3 separate regions of the Sus scrofa genome follow, and regions 1 and 2 are each linked to region 3. A link is a contact called in public HiChIP or PLAC-seq data. All regions are on one chromosome and are shown on one strand. The core of a region is the stretch at or near the end of the contact, and the rest is flanking DNA. Distances in the headings are between cores, read along the strand shown. Region 1 has its middle 36 kb from the start of CXCL8. Region 2 overlaps LOC106504690 (a long non-coding RNA gene). Region 3 has its middle 9.8 kb from the start of MTHFD2L.

What was found. HiChIP or PLAC-seq counts read pairs in DNA pulled down with a chosen protein or histone mark.
Region 1: a contact with region 3 is called in an H3K27ac HiChIP or PLAC-seq map of alveolar macrophages, with 6 times the contacts expected there. The contact joins two enhancer-like sites. A contact is called at or near these places in 1 of 47 Hi-C or Micro-C datasets (embryonic fibroblasts) and 1 of 2 datasets of contacts at active chromatin or transcription factors (alveolar macrophages).
Region 2: a contact with region 3 is called in an H3K27ac HiChIP or PLAC-seq map of alveolar macrophages. The contact joins two enhancer-like sites. A contact is called at or near these places in 2 of 5 promoter capture datasets (fetal skeletal muscle and liver), 2 of 47 Hi-C or Micro-C datasets (liver and mesenteric adipose tissue) and 1 of 2 datasets of contacts at active chromatin or transcription factors (alveolar macrophages).

Annotation. Positions count from the first base shown.
Region 1 is chr8:69,894,960-69,899,167 of Sscrofa11.1, forward strand. No RefSeq gene overlaps it. Among named protein-coding and RNA genes, the nearest start is that of CXCL8, 36 kb to the right of the region's middle. Within about 2 kb of position 2,107, at least 7 of the 83 cell types and tissues checked have an H3K27ac peak or open chromatin away from gene starts, as enhancers often do. A contact at or near this core is called in alveolar macrophages, where this site is marked.
Region 2 is chr8:69,878,187-69,882,319 of Sscrofa11.1, forward strand. LOC106504690 (a long non-coding RNA gene) reads left to right here. Exons shown (of 3, transcript XR_002346496.1): 3 at 2,057-2,361. Among named protein-coding and RNA genes, the nearest start is that of RASSF6, 48 kb to the left of the region's middle. Within about 2 kb of position 1,850, at least 1 of the 83 cell types and tissues checked has an H3K27ac peak or open chromatin away from gene starts, as enhancers often do. A contact at or near this core is called in alveolar macrophages, where this site is marked.
Region 3 is chr8:70,167,898-70,171,933 of Sscrofa11.1, forward strand. No RefSeq gene overlaps it. Among named protein-coding and RNA genes, the nearest start is that of MTHFD2L, 9.8 kb to the right of the region's middle. Within about 2 kb of position 1,449, at least 2 of the 83 cell types and tissues checked have an H3K27ac peak or open chromatin away from gene starts, as enhancers often do. A contact at or near this core is called in alveolar macrophages, where this site is marked.

The sequences.
Region 1 (4,208 bases), core at 857-3,356, 270 kb before region 3:
TCCTAAGGTCCGTGTTTCGATCTGCCTGGACAGCTTTCTCTCCTGCATGGGCTTTAGGTGCCTCAGAATCAACATGTTTGAAACAAAGCTCATGAATAGCAGAATGAGGTTTTAAATTCTTTTTCCTCCTGGGATTGAGTTCATACAGGCTGAGGTGACAAAAGGACCCAGACCAGAAGATGGTTACTCTGAGTAGTGTAAAAGATTGGATTACCCTGCAGGTAGCACTTCCCTCCAGCATAGCTCCCTGTCTTCCTTCACTCCTCTGTGATTCATCCTGGAGAGAGTTGGAAATGAAGGGCTGATAATGGGCTCAGAAGGGAGAGAAGCATGAGAAGTCCTGAGAAAGGGGTATTAAAGTGGCTTTGGGGTAGGAGAAAACAGTAGGAGGAAGGGTGTGAGTGTCCTCAACTGACTTTAATGGGATGACCAACTACGTGACCTGAAGGTCAACAACTGTAATGTTGCTACACTATGAGAATGTGTGACCAAGGCCATGGAGGAGGGCCCAGAAACCACTTTGGACTCCCAATCTCTACTCACCTTATATTTTCTTTGTGATTTTTTTCAGCTACTTGCCAGACTAATATTTAGGCCATATGGCATAAGGAGGTGCTGTTCCCACTTGTCCTCAACAGGGACACAGTTCTGGGGGCTCCACATGTATTCAGTTTACCGACTCTATAAGCACATGTTAAATATCAAACTCCTGAACAGAATTCTGAGAGCCACTGAGAAGACAATTCCTTCTGTCACGGAGCTCCACTGTGGTTGAGACAGAGAGGTTGACAGGCAAGCCTGGCGACCAGCCCTGAGGAGTGTACCAAGAAGTTAAAATAACTAATCAACCCAAACTCCACCTAGTAAAGTGCTGAGAGCATAGAAAACAAAAACAAAAACAAAAGCAAAAACCTAATCAAGACAAAGGGAAAGTATTGTATATTACGTTCAGCCCTCTATGTGGAGTGTTGGACTTGGGAAAAGTGTTGTGGAAAGGAATTTTGAAAGAAGAGATGAAGACCTGAGATTTGAAAATATTTGTGGTGATTATTTTACATTTTATGTTTTTGGAACAAATTCTTTTTCTACTTATATATTTTTTTCTTCTCATAACTTTCATAGTACAGTGCTTTGAGCCCAGTAAGTACATAACAAATTGGAGAATATTTTGGGAAGGAGCTGGGGTACAGTTTCAAGGGTTAAGGTTCCAGAGGAGACATCTGTATCCAGGGTGTAAACATATGTTTCTTTCAAATATAATGTATTGGAAAGTTAATGGGATACCATTTTAATTAAAACCACTTAATCATAGCATAGAACAATGGGGTAGATGGTTAAGAAAGAGGAAAATTATGGTTTTGTCTTTCTTGAATCTTTGAAAAATCTACATGAAGTAGACCCACTATTTGATGGTTTGGGAAACTAACTCTTCACACTTGACATTTGTCAAGATAATGAATTTGCTTGGTTTTAAGAAAATCTTTCTTTTATTTGTTGCCAATGGAAAGAGCAAATTGACATTTGTTCATCGAAGAGTTTCTAAGTGCTTGAAGAACTTCAATGGTAGGAATTCATTTCTAAACTTGCATTTATCACCTAAGAAATGTCTTATTGCTCATGAATTAATAAGTTGATGGCTATTGTCATTTCCTGGTAAGGAAGAGACTGCATATGAGATACTGTTCATCACGTGTCTTGAGATGTGTTTCCAAAGGTGTGAAGTTTACATTAAATATATGGGAACAAATTCCACTGAATTCAGTAGAGAGGAATCTCCATCCTAGAATAAGGCTGTGGAGTTGGATGGTGGTCCCCTCATTTCCTGTTATGCTTAACCTCTAGTGGTAATTTCCTTTTCCTTCTCCCATGCATAGACTCAGGATTTGCTGCTTCATCTTCTGTAGTTACTTGTCAGGCTATGACTCAAGACACTGAAATATTAGCCAAGTGAAATGTTGCACAATTCAGGCTGCTCACTCATGGCACATATAATTTGGATTATAATGATTTGTAGCTTCAGATCTGGCAGCCTTGAGTCCATGAAGAAAAGCAAAAATGAAGCAAGAGATGAAACAGTCTGACCTTGCCTGCAAAGTACAACAGGATGCCAGTAGACTCAAGGTCACGCTACCCCCCTACACCCAAACCCTGCCCTTTATTGAAAGGGCAGGTCCATGACAAATTCATGCAAATACTACATGGAAAATTTTTCTTGAAGGCAATTTCTTTGTGCCAAATATTTCCTGGTTTCCTTTTGGTCTAGACTATGGATGCTACTGGCCTACTTTGGAGTCTAGCTCTTCCAATTTTCCTCTGAATTAGAGTCAAGGAGTATTTATTTCACAGAAAGGCCAAGGTCCTACTGGCAGGGCTGGACGTGAGACAGGCTGGGGGCAGGGTGAGAGCATCAGGAGGTTTCACCGACTTTCTGTTTCTTTCTCAATCACCCCTCCCATCTCAAAGCACCTAGGGTTCACTAAAGATATATAAAGCATCATCTAAACCTGGGGACAGAGGTGCCTGGCCCTTGATGGTGAATCCACATCACTTTATTCAAGATCCAGCTTAAAAAAACTCTCTCCTTGTGACTAATAGAATATGAACACTGAATATCCAGAAAAAGTAAATATTCTACAACAGGAGGATTACAGTCCTTTATTCCTATTGGAGCCCTTTGTTGGTCAGCAAACATTTCCCAGTGTCACTTAGTTCTACCTGCCATACTGAAGGAACACCCTGCCTCTTGGGAACTCTGCCCTCCCCATGCACTGTTCTCTACTGGGTGGCTCCATTTCCCCTTTAGCTTTTGGGTGTCTAGTTTTACCCATCCACGCAGCTCTTGTGGCAGAGGATGCTTGCTCAGGAGTTCGTCCTCATGGACTGATTGGTGAAGGTGGTTCTTTAGATATTGACCAAGCATTTAGAAATGAAGTGTTAAAAAATGCATTTCTCATACATATCCCTTCCCAATGTCCTAGTCTGGTGAGGCATTCTCTGTGCTCACATGACTGAGTGTAGATTCCAAGTAGGGGGTCTCAGAGATCAGCTCTGGGACCACTTTTATTGCCTTCACCTCGTTTCTCTGGAAAACACTGTACCATGCAATGACCAAAGAAAGTCTGCCTGTCCTGGGGTAAGTTGTGTTAAATTATCTTAAGTGAAGGTGGAGAGAGATAGCCTTTATGAGTGGAAGGGATCTAAAAGATAATACATTCCAACTCTCTCAATTTTCTGATGAGCAAAAAAATTTCAGAGAGGTTACTCTTTCAAAGTTACTCGGTGGTGGCGGGCAGGTCCCTAACTTCCAGTTCTGGGCGCTGTTAATTATACCATGACGTCTACTGTGTTATCATTGTTACAAGGGCCATGGTAAAGTTCACTCAATCCAACAAATGGCTATTGACTCTTCACCATGTATGGCTCCAGCTCATTGTGTTAGGCACAGACCTGTGTGCTGGGTGTACCCACAGAGACCCTGCTCTCCTGGAACTCACACTTAAATGGAGACTAAATTGCAAGAAAAACACTACTTGTGTGATGGTTATGACCTTTAGTTGTTATACTGTGCATTGAGATCATTGTCACGAAACATGGTTGGTCTTAAAGTTGTTCTACAAAGGTTTGAACATGTCTCTCTTCTGTGACATTCCCAATTTAAAGCAATTGAAGACACTCCAGTTGTCTGAATGCCTAGGGTTAGCTCTCTTGTTCTCAGGTTCTGAAGTTGTGGTCACAACAATGGTAGCAGGAGGCTACTTAGAAGGCCTGATAGAACAGCAGTGATTGGAAGAACAACTGCAGAAAACCAAAGTGGAAACGGACCCAAAGCAACTGGGAAAATTTTTGTTTTACATCAAATACTGGTTTTTCTTTACTAAAAGGTTATATCAAGTCAGAGATTGCTCTATTTCTGTATAAAAATTCCTCTTTGACAAAAAAAATACCTTATTAAATCTAAATAAAGCAGGAGGGGGTGGGGAGCAGGAAAGACTCTAGCACTGTGGCCGCAGGAAGGTGATAAGGCCTCTCCCTGATCTGGGTAAAAAGCCCTCAAACCCTCCATCTCCTGTGGTTTTGATTCCAAACTTTTTTTTTTTTTTTTTGTCAATTTGCCATTTCTTGGTCCACTCTTGTGGCATATGGAGGTTCCCAGGCTAGGGGTCGAATCAGAGCTGTAGCCACTGGCCTGCGCCAGAGCCACAGCAACG
Region 2 (4,133 bases), core at 600-3,099, 290 kb before region 3:
GTGGCAGGCATGGCCCTAAAAAAGGAAAGGGGAAAGGAAAGGAAAGGAAAGGAAAGGAAAGGAAAAGAAAGAAAAGGTCTTCATTGGATGGTGATGATATTTGAGCTTTGAGGTGCAGGCATGCAAGGTTCTGGGGACAGAGATTTCCAGGCTGAGAACAAGACCCTAAGACAGAACTGAACATGGCACATTTGAGCGTCAGAAAAAAGGTGTGGGCTGCCTACATACCACCTGAGTGCAGAGATGGGCTTTTATGACAACCCTGAGGGGATGTCATAAGCAGTAATTTAAAGGAGTACTTTATTCTAGTTAGAGTGGGGAGTCATGGAAAGTTTTTAAGCAGGGCAGTGATATGATTTGATTGATTTGTTTATTTTTCTTTTCTTTTATTGATTGATTGATTGATTTTTTTCGATTTAGGGTCACATCTGAAGCATATGGAAGTTCCCTGCTGGGGTCGAATTGCAGCTGTAGCTGTCAGCCTACACCACAGCCATACCAATACCTGGATCCAAGCTGCATCTGCGACTTATGTCACAGCTTACAGCAATGCTGGGTCCTTAAGGCATTGAGCGAGGCCAGGGATCAAAGCTACATCCTCAGGGACACTATGTTGGGTTTTTAATCTGCTAAGCCACAAAGGGAACTCCTGATTAATTTTTAAAATCATCACTCTAGATGTTGTCTTCAAATGAGAGGTGATGATGTTTGGACTAAGGTCGTAGTGGTGAAAACAGAAATGCAGATGGGTTTGAGAAATGTTTTGAAAGTGAAGGTAAGAGGACTTACTGATAGATTAAATGGCAGTGTAGCAGGGAAGAGAGGAACTGAGGATAAGGCCTTGACTTTTTTTTTTTAAATTTAATTTTTATTTTATATTTGAGTATAGTTGATTTACAATGTTGTAATAGTTTCAAGTGTACAGCAAAATGATTTAGTTATACATATATACATATATCCATTCTTTTTCAAAATCTTTTCCCATATAGATTACTACAGAATATTGAATAGAGTTCCCTGTGCTATACAGTAGGTCCTTGCTGATTATCTATTTTATATATAGTAGTGTGTATATGCTAATCCCAAACTCCTAATTTATTCCCCACCCACCTTTCCCCTTTGGTAATTTGTTTTTGAACTCTGTGAGTCTGTTTCTGCTTTGTAAGCTAGTTCATTCATATCATTTTTTTAGATTTCCCAGATAAGGGATATCATATTTGTCTTTCTCTGTTCAACTTACTTCACTTAATATGATAATCTCTATGTCCATCCATGTTGCTACAAATGGTATTATTTCATTCTGTTTTATGGCTTAGTATCATTGCATTTTATACACATACACCCCCCCCATGTCTTCTTTATCCTTTCCTCTGTTGATGGACATTTGGTTTGCTTCCATGTCTTGGATATCATAAATAGTTCTGCAATGAGCATAGGGGTGCATGTATCTTTTTTTTTCCATTTTTTTTATTACTCAAATGAATGTGAAATCAGATTGTTATGATCATTATACAACTACAGATGTGATAAAGGCCTTGACTTTTGATTGGAGCAACTAGGTAGATAGTGGTAACTTTTACCAAATTGAGGAAGCCTTGGGGATGAGCTGGTTCACTGAGGGAGTATCAAGGGCTCTGTTTTGGCCAGATAATGCTGGAGAAATCTTTATTTCCAAGTGGGGGAATTCACTGCTAATGATATCATCCACTTTTATATTATGTACTTAAATTTTTTTTATTTGTATCACTGATGGATTGATTTTATGGGCAGATGGGGAGAGCTGGACCAGGAGACATGAGTGAAGAGAGGAGGCGGTGTGAGAATGTGGAGGATATGGCACTCATCCATGTGACTGTGGGTTTGACTGGCCCTGCCACGTGCCCTGAGAAGTTCACTCCCATTTCCTCTCCCTCGCCTTCCCCAGACCATTTTGCTGGGAACCAAAATGAGGCATTTCCCAGAAGCAAAATAGCAATTGACTTAAACTTTCTTTCTTTAATGATCCTCATTTGTCTTTGAAACTCTATCACACTTCTCCGTTTATTTATCATTCCAGGTGTCGCACTGGGGCTTCATAATCTATGAACTCCTGAGTCCACTGAGTTCTAGGAACTATGGAACAGTTAGCACAGTATGTATTTCTTTGATATTTGTATTTCAATAAATATAAATAATTCAAATGTTTAAGTTAAAAATGTTTTTTTAAAAAATGATAAAGTAACATTGAAGACACATCTGTTATTTGTTGTTTTTCATATACTTAATTGCCAGCTGAATTTTGATTTTCAGAGGAATTCTTATTAAAATTAGTAGATAAGGGAGTTCCTGTCTTGGCACAGTGGAAACAATCTGACTACTATCCACAAAGAAGCAGGTTTGATACTTGGCCTCAGTGGGTTAAACATCCAGTTTGCCATGAGCTGTGGTGTACGTTGTAGACATGACTTGGATCCAGTGTTGCTGCAGCTGTGGTGTAGGCGACAGCTGTATCTCCAATTCGACCCCTAGCCTGGGAACTTCCACATGCCTAGATGCGGCCTTAAAAAAAAAAAATTAAAAATAATGAAATAAAATTGGTAGATAATATTTAAGCCAATGACTATTATATTTTTTAACTTTTAGTTTTAAAATCGATGAATAGGAAACTGTACAGAGTGGTCCATTCTACACTTCACCTGGTAGCAACTATTATTTTTTTTTTTTTAAATCTTAATATAATTGCCCTTAATTAATTTGAAAGGGCAAAGATTACAACTAATTGGATTTTTGATGAAAAATATATATATTTGCATTTCTATTGTATGTGCATGGGGAGTGAATTATTGCATCAGAGGGTATGTATATGTTAATTATTCAATTTTAATTATAATAGTAACACACATTCACCATGTAACATTGTAATAATACAATAGCCAAAATATTAAAATACTATAATCTGAGAACTGAGATATAAGCAATGTAAGATTTTATGTATAAACATTTCCTGTGTGAGTGAGGGAAGTGTGTTCTAGGAAGAGAAATGAGCTTGTATAAAAGTCCAGTGCCACAAAGACAGGAGTTTCCATCGTGGCTCAGCAGTAATGAACCTGACTAGTATTCATGAGGGCTCAGGTTCAATCTCTGGCCTCACCCATTGGGTTAAGGATCTGACATTGCCATGAGTTGGCGTAGGTCACAGACAGGCTCAGATCTGGCGTTGCTGTTGCTGTGGTGTAGGCCTGCCGGCCGCTGCAGCTCCAATTTGATTCCTAGCCTGGGAACTTCCATATGCCATGGGTGGGGTGGGGGGTGGGGGGACTGAAAAAAAACAAAGAACAACAACAACAAAATAATGTGTCTTTTTTTTTTTTTTTTTTTTTTTTTTTTTGTCTTTTTGTCTTTTTGCCATTTCTAAGGCTGCTCCTGCGGCATATAGAGGTTCCTAGGCTAGGGATCTAATCGGAGCTGTAGCCGCTGGCCTACACCACAGCCACAGCAATGCGGGATCCGAGCCGCGTCTGTAACCTAAACCACAGTTCACGGCAACGCCGGATCCTTAACCCACTGATGGAGGCCAGGGATGGAACCCACAAGCTCATGGTTCTTAGTTGGATTCGTTAACCACTGCGCCACGAAGGAAACTCCCAATAATGTGTCACTTTTTAAAACTAAGAGATGTTCAGTACAATTGGATCTTAGACTATGAGCAGGCTGTAAGGGAGAAGACCATGCAACTCTTGTTAGGGGCTTGTTAATGGAGGGTGTTCTAACTCCCTAAATTAAATTTAGTCTTTATCAACAGAACAGCCATCACAGAATTTTTTAGGGTGAGGAACTATACAATCATTTTGCGTTTTAGAAAAATCATTTCTAAAGACGAACAAACAAAAGAAGATTTCTGCCTGGAGTATGGTGAGTGGGGTAAGGTGGAGCAAGATTTTCTCATCCTCCAGACAAGGGATAGTGGGTAGGTGGACTGGGGAATAGCAGTCCCATTTATTGATAGGATTTGGAGGTTAAGAGAGAGGGACAAGTCAGGGGGAGACTCTAGTGTTCTCGCTTGGACAATGAAGTTGTGGGTGGTTCCTTTCACAGAGAAGACAAGGGAAGCTCTCCAGTGTTGAGAGGGAGATGATGAATTAGTTTGGGATTTA
Region 3 (4,036 bases), core at 199-2,698:
TAGGAACAGCAGTTGGCAATGTCAGGATTAATTAAATAGGACACAGTACTTTCTTGTGATTTGAACAAAGTATACTCTCCCTTTCCAATAATAAGTGAGATCTTAATGAGATTCTAAAAGCAAAATGAACAAACAAAAATAGACCAAAAAGATTGCCAGAGAGATAATGCTCAACAAGATATTGTAAATAGTCTTTCGTGGGAGCTTGGAAGATACTTGTGTAGGTTCCCAAACCTAACACAGAACACATGGAGTTCCTGTCGTGGCTCAGGGGAAACTAATCTGACTCTCATCCATGAGGACGCAGGTTCAATCCCTGGCCTTGTTCAGTGGACTAAGGATCCAGCGTTACTGTGGTTGTGGCTGTGGTGTAGGCTGACAGCTGTAGCTCTGATTCAGCAAGGAACCTTGTACATAGTACATATTACATACATATTAATAATGTGTTCTGATTGGCTTATGGCTACAAAGGTCCTACCTTACATTGTAACTGACATTATTTATGGTCGATGGTAGAAAATTGTGGTAGTAGATACAGAACATTGTATTCTAAGTATACGGTTAGTGTGATATCTGAGACAAATTTAGTTTGAAATACATATGTTTTGTAGTTGTTTTTGAAAGCTCACTCAGTAACATTAAATTACCTTAGAATTTTATTTTATTTTATTTTATTTATTTTATTTATGTTATGTTATGTTATGTTATTTTTGTCTTTTTGCTTTTTCTAGGGCCACTCCAGGGGCATATGGAGGTTCCCAGGCTAGGGGGTCTAATCGGAGCTGTAGCTGCTGGCCTACGCCAGAGCCACAGCAACGTGGGATCTGAACCGTGTCTGCAACCTACGCCACAGCTCACGGCAATGCCGGATCCTTAACGCACTGAGCAAGGCCAGGGATCAAACCCACAACCTCGTGGTTCCTAGTCAGATTCGTTAACCACTGCGCCACGACAGGAACTCCTACCTTAGAATTTTAAATAAATCAATTTTTAAAGGCAGTGCTTCCACTTTTAGTCATTCAAATAGTCTCCTTTTAGAGTCACAGTGAAAGAACATTAATTTGTTTGGCTCTTGAAAATGTATGGGTGATGATCATTATCAAAAAGAGAAAGACAGGTACAGTACATGCCAAAGTATCTTGAGGCAAACATTTTTCTTCGTAAATAGATTCCTATTTAAACAAAAGCTCTGCTCTAGATTTGAATTACAACTATGCCTTTTATGTAATGAGACCTGTTACCTCTATCAGACATGTGAGTGATTATAATGTCTGTAAGTTGTCTTTTGCAGATCAAAACATAGGTATATTACTAGGAAAAAATTAAGCAAAATGTCCTCCCTCCTCTTCCTCCTTTGGAGGAAATCCTTGAACTCCAACACAGTGTGGCTGAAGGTTCAACTTCCCCCACAGCTGATAAAGCATTGGGTAGAAAAGGAATAATGAGAGCAGACTCTGTGACAAGGATTGCAGAGCACATCTGCAGTGGGGAAGTACAGGGAAGGCCAGCAGAGAAGTATACAGAAACAATATCAAAATGAGAAGAGCACTAGTAAAGGACACTGTTAAGCCGCCTGCCACCCTGGGACATCCCCTGAACTCCTGCGGAAGGTTCTACTGTAAGTGGCTATGAGTGATGCAGCTCCATGGCCATCAAAGACAACAAGCCTCTGATTCAGGGGCCCAACAAATCACATGCACGACCAACAGAAATAATTCCACATCTTGTCACCTCACAGTAAAACAATAGAACGCAGAGGACAAAGATGAGCTCTTCAATCAGTGTAACCTTCCATGAGTCAATGCTGAGTGGTATATATAACACAGTTCACCCCAATATTAAGTCCATATAAAACTGAATTGATCTGATTGGGGTTTTGTTTTGTTTGTAAAATAATCGCAATGACCAGGGGTTTTCAGAGTTCAGTAAAAATTTAGTCAGTAGAAAGCAGGTTTTAAAAAGAAAACTAATAATTAAAAGTTTGTTGGAGTTCCCATTGTGGCACAGTGGAAACAAACCCAGCTAGTATCCTTGAAGATGTGGGTTGGATCCCTGGCCTTGCTCAGTGGATTAAGGATCCAGCACTGCCATAAGCTGCAGTATAGGTGGCAGATGCAGCTCAGATCTGGTGTTGCTATGGCTGTGGAATAGGCCAGCAGCTTCATCTCTGATTAGACCCCTAGCCCGGGAACTTCCATATGCTGCAAGGGTGGCCCTAAAAGGAAAAAAAAAAACAAAATAAAACACCCTTTTTTTTTGCATTAGTCATAAAATTCATATTAAGTTGCTCTCTCTATTTGCATAGGACAAGAGTAGAAACAAAGGTTCATAGGTTATCTGTTGAATGATTTGACTAAGTTTAGCTTCCTTACTTTAGTGACCTAATTCTATATACGTAATGGTGATCATTTTGGCATTCTCACCTTTATTTTTCTTTTTAAGATCAAGTGAATATTCACTCTATAATCTCCTAGAGACACTGGGGAATATTAGGCCTGTTTTGCCCTCGGTCATGATCTTCTCCTGTTTGTATGGTACTATAGAGAAGCTGTACACAATTCGTTTATATGCAGGTCCTGGTGCAGACATGCGTGCTCAACTCAGAGATCGGACCCTTATTAGCCATGTGACCTGGAGCAAATGACTTAACGGCTTACACTTTAGGTTTTCTCACTTCATCCCTAGAAAACTATGTTCTAGAATATCGAATCACTTCTTGGTTCTCTGCAAACACAATTTCTGTTTGAGCTCAGGGTCTTACAGATGCTCTTCCCTCTAACTGGTACATCTTTCATCTTATCACCTCCTACTTATGTTCATCTGGTGACTTCTTACTTATTCCCTGGCTCTTAGTTTGTACATCCCCTGCTATAGGAGGGTTTTCTTGGGCCTTCCAGATGTTTCTCAGCTAATGAAGGGTCCTAGTCAGTCTAATCGTTTTCTTTCCACTGCGATTTGCTAGTGACAGGAAGTGAGGCAAAAGGAAATTAACTGACTTGCCCAAGGTTATGAAACCTGTTCAGCGCAGAGCCAAACCTTGATGCCAGGATCATTATCTCCCTTTTCTTTCATGACTTCTGCCTTGGTGAGGCCAGCTCCACCCTGGTTACACCCAGATTCTACGGGATGTTGAGACAAAACCTCCAGAAAGAGACCCTCTGTGTATTTCTGGGTGAGGTGCATTTCTTCCCCATGACAGGTAACACATCAGACCATCTAAGACATCCTGCCTACCACTCCCTGCCAACTCTACCGGCCTCCTTTCATAGGCTCATCAGGCGCTGTGATCTTAATCAGGACTGATGCCTGTCTCCTGCATTTTCTCTTCGCTGCCAACGTTAACATGTAACCACCGTAACTCACTTAGCTCTCCCCAGCTGTCACATGAGAACCCACGGCTCCTGTGATTTTCCATTTTGGTTTATCAACAGTTCGCTCAGCTGTCTTGACCAGGGGTCCGGTTTCATCACCGACTGACTTACCTTTTGCTTTGCATCCACCTGGGCTCTAAGTCCTTAAGTCCTGCCATTTCTATTCCCTTAACAGTGCTCATATGAAACTCTTTCTCTCCCTTCCTTGTGAAATTGCCTTAATTATGCCTTTCAGCAGCTTTCACTGGGCCATTGAGGTAATTTCCTAACTAGTCTCCCAGACTGTCACATCTGGTCAGTCTTTTTTTTTTTTTCAGGGTCGGGGAGGCGGGCCCACTTGTGGCATGTGGAAGTTCCCAGGCTAGGGGTCGAATCAGAGCTATAGCTTCCCCCAAGCCACATCTGTAAACTACACCACAGCTCAAGGCAACATTGGATCCCTGACCCACTGAGCAAGGCCAAGGATTGAAACCACATCCTCATGGATACTAGTAGGATTCATTTCCTCTGTGTCACAGTGGTAACTCCCCAATCAGTCTTATTCATTATAAAGTGGTTGCTCGAAAGGATAGATCTCATCTGGTTATTCTTTTCTTTTTCTTGACATTGATGTCTTTTCCCCCCCATTTTTTTAAGGTCTTATTGAGAAAATGTTGTGATAATTT